Linked DNA regions of Mus musculus: region 1 is linked to region 2. Evidence: chromatin contacts called from public HiChIP or PLAC-seq data. All regions are on one chromosome and are shown on one strand. The core of a region is the stretch at or near the end of the contact, and the rest is flanking DNA. Distances in the headings are between cores, read along the strand shown.

The links. HiChIP or PLAC-seq counts read pairs in DNA pulled down with a chosen protein or histone mark.
Region 1: an H3K4me3 HiChIP or PLAC-seq map of bone marrow-derived macrophages shows a contact between it and region 2, with 11 times the contacts expected there. The contact joins two enhancer-like sites. A contact is called at or near these places in 6 of 15 datasets of contacts at CTCF or cohesin (CD8 T cells, the NIH/3T3 cell line, embryonic stem cells and 3 more), 31 of 484 Hi-C or Micro-C datasets (the Ba/F3 cell line, the CH12 cell line, the G1E-ER4 cell line and 22 more), 20 of 115 datasets of contacts at active chromatin or transcription factors (the 230-238 cell line, DN3 thymocytes, the SCID.adh cell line and 14 more) and 1 of 9 other capture datasets (embryonic stem cells).

The regions. Positions count from the first base shown.
Region 1 is chr6:47,617,954-47,622,625 of GRCm38.p6, forward strand. No RefSeq gene overlaps it. Among named protein-coding and RNA genes, the nearest start is that of F830010H11Rik, 25 kb to the left of the region's middle. Within about 2 kb of position 3,253, at least 46 of the 459 cell types and tissues checked have an H3K27ac peak or open chromatin away from gene starts, as enhancers often do. A contact at or near this core is called in bone marrow-derived macrophages, where this site is marked.
Region 2 is chr6:47,315,434-47,320,274 of GRCm38.p6, forward strand. No RefSeq gene overlaps it. Among named protein-coding and RNA genes, the nearest start is that of Gm35280, 61 kb to the left of the region's middle. Within about 2 kb of position 1,913, at least 29 of the 459 cell types and tissues checked have an H3K27ac peak or open chromatin away from gene starts, as enhancers often do. A contact at or near this core is called in bone marrow-derived macrophages, where this site is marked.

The DNA.
Region 1 (4,672 bases), core at 2,003-4,502, 300 kb after region 2:
AAATTTTGTGGACTTCAGTAACTTTCCTGGCTCCCAACATATCACTAATTAAAGAATAATATTTTCCTCAGTTTAATCTGTTATCAGAGGGAAGAATGTCCCCGTGTCCCTAAGTCAGTAATATTTGGGTTGAACCATGCTGCTTCTAGTAGATTCATAGGGAATCATTGTGCTAGATTGTATATTGCATACATGATCCCAACCTACATCTATACCAAGTCCTTCCCAGAGCCCATACTCTGTTTGACTGAATAGAACAGAACAGAGCTAACAATGTAATTCCAGTTCCTGCCTAAGACCTTCTGGCACTGCAAGCTCTCCTTCCTGCCTCTTTATAATAGTCAATAGTCATTCTTCCATTTTTCTTTTGAGACATGCATCTCACAGTACAGCCCTGGCTGTCCTAGAAGTTGCTATGTAGACCAGGCTGGCCTTGAACACATAGAGATCCACCTGCCTTTGGCTCTCAAGTATTGAAATTAAAGGTATGTGCCATCAAATCCAGAACCTTCCAGCATGTTTAAGCCTAAAAAAATGCAAGCTACTTGGAGAGGCCATACCAGTCTACACCCCCAGATAATATCCCAGCCCGCTACAGCATTGAATGGCAGCCATGATGCAAGTCTTCAGCATCCAGTCCAGACTTTAGACTAAACCATTGTGTTAGGTATTTGAACTGAAAATAACTCAGCAAAGCCCAGTCAACCACAGGAACATGAGCAGTGGGTTAATTTTGCTGTAACAAAGAACCACAGTCTGGTCAATGGTAGTGAATGCCTATAACCTCAGCACTCAGGAGGCAGAGGCAGCAGGATTGCTACAAGTTCAAAACCAGCCTGGTCTACACAAGCATATTCCAGGTCATTCAGGACTACATAATTTTGAGATCTTGTCAAAAAAAAAAAAAAAAAAAAAGGCAAAGAAACTAACCAAATAAAAAACTAACCAAAACCAAATAAACTAACAACAGCAAAAACAGTACCACAAACTGTGTGGATTGAAACAAGAGTGTATTCTCTCACAGTTTTGGTGACTACAAGTAACTTTGCTACTTGTGAGTCATAATGTACATATCTGACAGGCAGAGTATTTGACATGTGACCCCTGTGAAAGGGTCTGTTCTACTCCAAGGAGGCCATGAGCTACCGATTGAGATCCACTGGCTTAGGCAAAGAAATGCTAAACATTGTACAATGTCCAGAAAAGGTTTTCACCTCAAAGAACTTTTGCCTCAAAAGTCATTAGTACCAAGGTGGAAAAGCCCTGCCCTGACAGTTTCTAAATAAGCTGTTCTCAACCTGACTCCTTTGGGGGTGAAACAACCCTTTAGCAGGGGTCGTTTAAGATCATCACAAAACATAGATATTTACATTACAGTTCATAACAATAGCAAAATTACAGTTATGAAGTAGCAACAAAGTTAATTTTTCCCAAGACAGGGTTTTTCTGTGTAACAGCTCTGGCTATCCTGAACTTTGTGGACCATACTGGCCTCAAACTCACAAAGATCTGCTGGCCTCTGCTCCCCAGGGCAGGGATTAAAGGCGTGAGTCACCACACCTGGCCACAACAAAAATAATTGTATGGTCAGGGTGACCACAACATGAGAAACTGTATTAAAGGATGTCAGCATTAGGAAGGTTGAGAACCACTGTTTTTAATGTTGTATCTCAGCGTTTGTGTTTATCCCAGGCAGAAGGGAATATTTTCGGACCGTCATAGACTAACTTGAACTCTGACTCAATTAAGTTACCAGGAAAACTACAAACCGATTTCTAAATGTTTTGCTTTTCCAGGCTTCTGTATAAACAATACAGCAGAAGCAGAGGGAAAAGGAGCTTCAAGATGTCACTAAATAAGGACAGGTATGGGGGTACAAACTTTTAATCTCTACACAAAGGCAGGTGTAGCTCTGTGAGTTTGGGGGCCACTCTGGTCTCTATAGAAAGCTCCAGATTAGACAAGACTTGCCATGTAGCTAGACTCTGCTTCAAAATAACAAAAACCCTAGCAAAACTCACCCACCACCACTACCACCACCAACAACAACAATGAAAACAACAAAACTAACCAAACATATCAGGCAGGCTGGGCAGTGGTACAGACTGGTCATCTCAGTTTTCAGAGGTCTAAGGGAGGAGGGGCTTCAAGGCTTTCTGGGGCTGAGTAGAAAAAAACTGTCTCAAAAACAACAGCAAACAAAAACCCAGGAAACTATCTCAAAAATAAATAATAATAAATAAATAAAAATAAAAGAATTAAAAAAAAAAAAAGCTCCGGGTAATGGTGGCACATGCCTTTAATCTCAGCACTTGGGAGACAGAGGCAGGCAGATTTCTGAGTTCGAGGCCAGTCTGGTCTACAGAGTGAGTTCCAGGACAGCCAGGGCTACACAGAGAAACCCTGTCTCGAAAAACCAATAAAATAAAATAAAATAAAATAAAATAAAATAAAATAAAATAAAATAAAATAATTAAAAAAAAAGCCGAGCAGTGGTGGCTCATGCCTTTATTCCCAGCACCTGGGAGGCAGAGGCAGGTGCATTTCTGAGTTTGAGGCCAGCCTGGTCTACAGAGTGAGTTCCAGGACAGCCAGAGCTACACAGAAAAACCCTTTCTTGAAAAACAGAAAGAAAGAAAGAAAGAAAGAAAGAAAGAAAGAAAGAAGGAAGGAAGGAAGGAAGGAAGGAAGGAAGGAAGGAAGGAAAGAAAGAAAGAAAGAAAGAAAGAAAGAAAGAAAGAAAGAAAGAAAGAAAGCAAGCAAGCAAGAAAGAAAGAAACAAAGAAAGAAACAAAAAAACAAAGAAAGAAACAAAGAAAGAAACAAAGAAAAAAAGCTAGGAGGTGGTGGTCCATGCCACTAATCCCAGCACTTGGGAGGCAGATGTAGTCAGATCTTCAGGAGTTTAAGACCAGCCTGGTCTACAGAGCTAGAGTAACCCTGTCTCAAACAAACAAACAAACAAACAAATAAATAACAGAAACAGGTTGAGAGACATCTCAGTGATTAACAATTAACAGAATTGCTCTCTTCCTGAGGATTTTGATTCCTGGAGCTGGGAGGGGAGGTGCCATGCTTCTCCACAGAAACCAGAGATGACAATCTAAGGGAGTAGGAGAGGGACTGGGGGAGCTGGGCAGACCTCTCCGATGGGGGAAGCAAGTGCGTGCAGATGGCATGTGTACACACCAGTACTGAAGAAGGGTTCCATCACTTCACAAAACTTTCTTGAGATTAGTTCCCTTTCTTTCATCACTGGTATGTATGAGTCATGACCTTAATCTCCCTGAGGAGATCCTGAGTGATTCTGAAATTCTGAGGCAAACCATGAGAGGCCTTTTGTACTTGCATTCTGAGTAAGTGGCAGGTGCCAGGAAGCCAGCTGCCCAGGGGCTAAGGACCAAAGAGCATCACCAGGCAATACAGAGGCTAGAGGGAGGTCTGGATGGGGAAAGGGGTGTATGAAAGATATACTGCTTGGCTGCTGGTAGCTGCCTGAGGGGAGAACTCTATTCGAAGTCAGCATGATTCCCCCGCCCCTTCCTGTATGCTATCACTCCACCATCTTTACTGCTGCCAGCTGAAGAACAGGAGAGAAGCTGGCCATTGGTCACTTGTCACCTTCTGCACCTGAGGCATTGACAGACCCCCAGGTAAATGAAGAGAACAAAACCTTCTCTCCTACAGACTCACAGCCAGAGATAGCCAGATAAACTATAAGCAAAAAATTTCCACAGATGGGACCAAGTGCTATTAAAAAAAAAAAGAGCTTTTATTGAGGATGTAAGAACAGAAAATGAACTTGCAACTTGCTACTTCTGCTTAGTAACAAAGATGAGGTCTTCAGTTTCCTGTGAGCTCCATATCCAGACACTCCATGCTGGGTACTCAGCATTCAGAGCCACAGTGTTGTCATTAGGCCCTGATCTGGTAGCACACACATTCTCAGCTATGTCTTCTTTGCCTTCATTCATATTATCTAGTTACTACTGTATCAGACTGTATGGTTTTAACCATGAGTGTTAAGTTTCCTCACAATACACTATAAAATACCTTTATAACCAGTGAGTGCTTTGTGCCCCTACCTAGCTTGTATCTTTTCATTTCTAGAAGTAATTCGTTCACATAAATGTTCCTACCATCATTAAAGATTCATACTACACATATTTGGATGAAGATTCCAGCAGACAGATCCAGTTTCAGTCAAACAACCCTAACACTTATCCATAACAACATTTGAAATTTCTTCTAATTTTCAAAGAAAATTATGTATGATCAATACTTGCCTTCCCAGCACTCCTCTCACCCCCATAGTAGTCTTACTTCTTTCCCTTGTTAAATTCTTCTACAAGCTAGGAGCACATGCCTGTAATCCCAGCTACCTGGGAAGGCTAAAGCAGGAGAATGACAAATTCAAGGCCAGCCTGACTGACTAAAGTGAGATCTTATCTCAAAATAAAAGAAAGGGTGATTGCATACACTAGCAAGATTTTGCTGAAAGAACCCAGATATGGCTGTCTCTTGTGAGACTATGCCGGGGCCTAGCAAACACAGAAGTGGATGCTCACAGTCAGCTATTGGATGGATCACAGGGCCCCCAATGGAGGAGCTAGAGAAAGTAGCCAAGGAGCTAAAGGGATCTGCAATCCTATAGGTGGAACAAAAATATGAA
Region 2 (4,841 bases), core at 663-3,162:
TAATCTGAATTTACATTTAGCATCATATCTGACTTTGATTTAGTTTGTTTTGGTTTGACTTTGGTTTATAACCTTTATCAAAACAAAGGAATTTGCTCTGAAGCCAGGGGGGTTGAGTCTGACTTTTGTTTCTGTGTTTAATCATGGGTTACTGTGGAACATTTCCAAATCTTTGGAAATAACTAGCTGTTCACATGCAGTTGTGAGATTTAATAGACTCCATCTGCCCTTCACTGTACACACTCAGCATCATCTTTAGGCGCTATAGCACATATCACAACCAGGAAATTGGCATCCGAGTCATGCAGAGTTCACCAGTTTTCCTAGCACTCCTTTGCTTGTGTATATTTAATTTCTGCAACTTTATCACATGTGTAGATCTCTGGGACCACTGCCTCAACCAGGATACAGAACATTCCAATGAATCTTTTACAGCCACTGTGACCTTCCTCTTTGCCCTTGGCCTCTGGGAATCGTGAGGATCATTAGTGTCCAAACTGTAATTTTACCTTTTCAAGGTTTTATCAATGGAAGCAACCTGGGAGGTACCATCTGGGACTGGGTGGGTCTTATTCAGAATAATCCTTTTGAGATCCATCTGAATTGTATATATCACTAGATTACTCATTTTTATTGCTAAGTAGTATTCCACACAATGTATGCATCATAGTATGTTTAGCTATACATGCAATAAGAGATTTATGTGTTGTTTGCAGTTTGGGACAAGTACAGTTAAATCTGCTTTAAAAATTCACATAAAGTTTTGTGTGTGTGTGTGTGTGTGTGTGTATGTGTGTGTGTGTGTGTGTGTGTGTGTAAAAATAAGTTTCATTTTATCTTGGGGGGAAAAAAGAGCAAGAGTGCATTACTTGTGACCATATGGTAAACACGTGTTTAGTTTTATAGGGAGTTGCCAGTGTTTTCCAGAGAAAGTATGACATTTATGTTACTTTGAGGAATGTTTGAGAGTGTCTCTTTTTCCATGTCCTCACCACCATGTTTGTCTGTTCGGTTGGTTGTTGGTTGGTTGGGGTGTCTGTTGTTACTATTTTGGCCATTATGACACGTGTATATAAACTCTCTTTCTAGTTGATATAATGCTTCAGCTGGTGATATCAAACATGTTCTCTAGGCATTTATTTGCATCTATTTCAGTGAAATATCTGTGTATACCCTTTGCCCATTTTCCTTTATTGTTATTATCTAACACAAGGTAAATGCTATGTAAAAAGCAGTATTGAGAAAGTAATAACAGACAACTGTCCATTCATGCTCAATTCAGACAGAATCCCCTTTCTACTACCACCCCCATCTCCTTACTCCTGCTTTCTGCCCCTTCCCCTTTCATCTCACATGTTCTGTTGCCTCCCAAGTGTCCCCCAACCTCCTCTTGATGCTCCAGTCTCATGCTCTTCACCCATTTTCTGATTTGTTCTCTTTTTCACAGTTGAGTGTTGAGAATGCACCCACAATGTCTAAAGTATTCATCACTTGGCCTTTAACAACAGCAAATGCCAATTCTATCTTGCAGTATTATTACAAACTTAAGGCCAGGCTTGTGCGCTGCCATCTTTGCTTCTCCCACTCAACTTGACTCTCCTATGCACGTTATGAGTAAGGCTCTTTTCTCAGAATGGTCACCATGGTCTCCTCGAACTCGGTCTCCAACAATTTCAAGATATGACTACCAGTTGCCCCTCTTCCCAGAATTCAACCCATCAGCCCTTTAAAGATAGGATCCAACTATTTTCCTGAGTGCTGCAGAGAACTCTGTGGATAAAGCAGTTGCCTAGCACGCATGAGGACTTAAGTTTGAACCACCATGTGATGGGGCAATGCAGTGTAGTGAGTGGTTCCTCCATCTTGTTTTCTTGCTGAGGCCATTTCAGGCTTAAGTAGAATCTGATCTTTTTGATGGAGAATCCCATAGAAAACAACTCAGCTCTATTCTAGGAACCAAAGGTCAGGAGCTCCTTAGCTAACTTAGCTTCTGTTAAACTTCCTGTTTCTGCAAAAACTTCCTCCAGCTAACTGCTTATCTTTGCTTCTGTTAAAACTCTGCTTTTGCCCAGCAGTGGTGGTGATAGCACATGCCTTTAATCCCAGCACTTGGGAGGCAGAGGCAGGTGGATTTCTGATTTCTGAGGCCAGCCTGGTCTACAGAGTGAGTTCCAGGACAGCCAGGGCTATACAGAGAAGCCCTGTCTTGAAAAAAAAAATTATGATGTTACCTTTTGCATTTTGTCCCATATAAGCCACGTGACATCCTTCAGTGTCACTTGATAGACGATGTGGCCAGCCCTTGATCTACTGTGGCTGTCTGAGTGCTCACTGCTAGGGCTGACCCACTGGCCACCTCCTCATGCCTGTGTTATTGTCATGATAGCATTCTTCTCATGGGTAGCACAACTCTGAACAAACTCAAATAAGTCTGATCAATCTTGACTCCTCCCCTCCTCAGGACAAAATTCATTTATAGCAATGCAGTATTTTGTCCTTCGGGGTGTGAAAATTAAACTTCAGTCTGTCAGGGTGGTTGCTATGTACCTGTAGAAAGTGATGCAAATACTTTAATACTTGCATTGTAATTTGAAAAGTTTTGAAGGAAAATATCCCAGCTGCAAGTAGGCTAATAAAATAGATGAGTTTGCTATTTTTTATTTTTGCTTATTTTTTTTTCCTCACTAAAATTCTCTTTTGAGGCTGGTTTTTGAGAATCATCCATCGACAGGTACATTTTTCCCAGTTCTTTCATATCTGGTTGTATATCTATCTGTGGTGGTTTGAATGAAAAAGGCTCCCATACATTCATAGGGAGTGGCATTATTGGAGGTGTGGAAATAAGGTTTTACAGGGGGTGGGCTTTGAGGTTTCAGAAGCTCCATCCAAGCCCAATGTCACTCTCTCTTCCTTATGCCTGTGGATCCAGATGTAGATCTCTCAGCTACCTCTCCAGCACTATGTCTGCCTGCCACCATGATGATAAAGGACTAAACCTTTGAACGTGTAAGCCAGCCCCCAACTAAATGTTTTCCTCTATAAGAGTTGCCTTGGTTATGGTTTCTCTTCACAGAAATAGAAATCCTAACAAAGACACTATCCACATGTGTGTTGTTATTGTGTGTCATCATGTGAGGTTTACGTACATTTATATTTAAGTACTTATATGTTCTATATCTTTTCTTTTGAATCATTGAATCCTTATTGTTCATGGAAGATATGCCATGAAAGTAATTTTTGAAATTGTAATGTTAACAAATAGCAATGGTAAGTAATGTAAGCTGTGTCTGAGACAAACTGTTCCCTGCTGTGCAATGTTTGGACAGGAGCCACCCGAAGATTCCCTGCACTTCAAGCTCAGCCGGAGCTCAGTCCCTGCTCTGTACACAAACAAGTTCCTTTGGAGGGTCAGAAGTGCCACTTGGGAAGGGCCTGCCTGGTACACAATGACTTAGCAACAGAAGTGGTTTTAATTATAATGAAAACAGTGTTCAGAAACTATAAAACACAAGCTGTCTGTTACAGACTCTTTGAAGAACAACGAAAGGCAAGGCAACAGAATGGATGGCTGACGTCAAGCTACCCGTGCGCACTGCTCTCCTTACTGAAAGCAGAGAAAGGCTTCTGTCTGCTGATGAAGCTGAGCTTTCAGCTGCTAAGCAGAGGGTTCTGTGCTTTCCTCAGGGTAACACTGCAATAAAACAAGAAGCGCTCACAGATTAAAGAGGCAGAAAAGTTGCCCAATAATAAATAGTCCCCTCCTTAGCTACAGTAAACAGGAGAAATGTCCAAGATCCCCAGTAAATGCCTTAAACCTCCAATAATTCCAAACCCTATGAAAACATGTTTTTCAAATACACCCAGATCTGTGATCATCTTTAATGTAGAACTTATAGTAGCTATGAATAAAATAGAGCAATTATAGAAATGAATTACTTAAGCCATGGTTTGTTTATTTCTGGTAGTTTCCAGGGTTAGATTTTCAGGAGGAAGCTCTGGGAAAACAAAGCAACAACAGATTTCCATACCCTTCCCAGCTTTGCTGAACAAGCCCCGCCCCCTCATTCCCTCCAGTGCAACTCTGTGTTTATCCAGCAACATTCACCTCTACAGTTTTTCCCTACCTAGGAATATGTTACTACAAAGGCATTTTTCTTGTATGTACCAGTACCCATCCCCACAGTGTGTGTCACAGCAACTTGGGATCCTCAACCAACATTACTAAATTGACACTGAGAATGAGAATCTTAAGCAAACCGGAAAAAAAAAAAAAAAAAAAAAAAAAAAACCCACACAGCCTGACTGACAAGCCACAGCGGCATTCCCTAAAGGAGGGCAAGAGGCTGCTACTTTGCATTTAGAGATGTGACTGGCCACACGCAGAGATGAGGCTGGAGGGACATTCCTGTCTGTTCTTAGGTCAACCAGAGAGTGACCTTCCTCCTCAGAAATGCAAAGTCATCATGGCGGAATAAGATCCTAACTGCATGATCTGAATCCCAACTATGTATGAAAACTACAAGAGAAGGCTTTAAAGCAGTGGTTCTCAACCATCCTAATGCTTCGACCATTGAGTGCAGTTCCTCATGTTGTGCTGACCCCAAGCATGAAAGTATTTACGTTGTTACTTCATAACTGAAATTTTGCTAATGTTATGAATCATTTTGTACATATCTGTGTTTTCTGATATCTTAAGCGACTCACCAGTTGAGAACCACTGGTTTGAATGACCAAAGGGAGGACATAGACACTGTTCCCAATGTGGTGCCTCACTGCCTGCAGACCTCAGTGCTGGGGAACCATACAGTCTGGAAAATGTGACAAGAAAGGGACAGTAACTC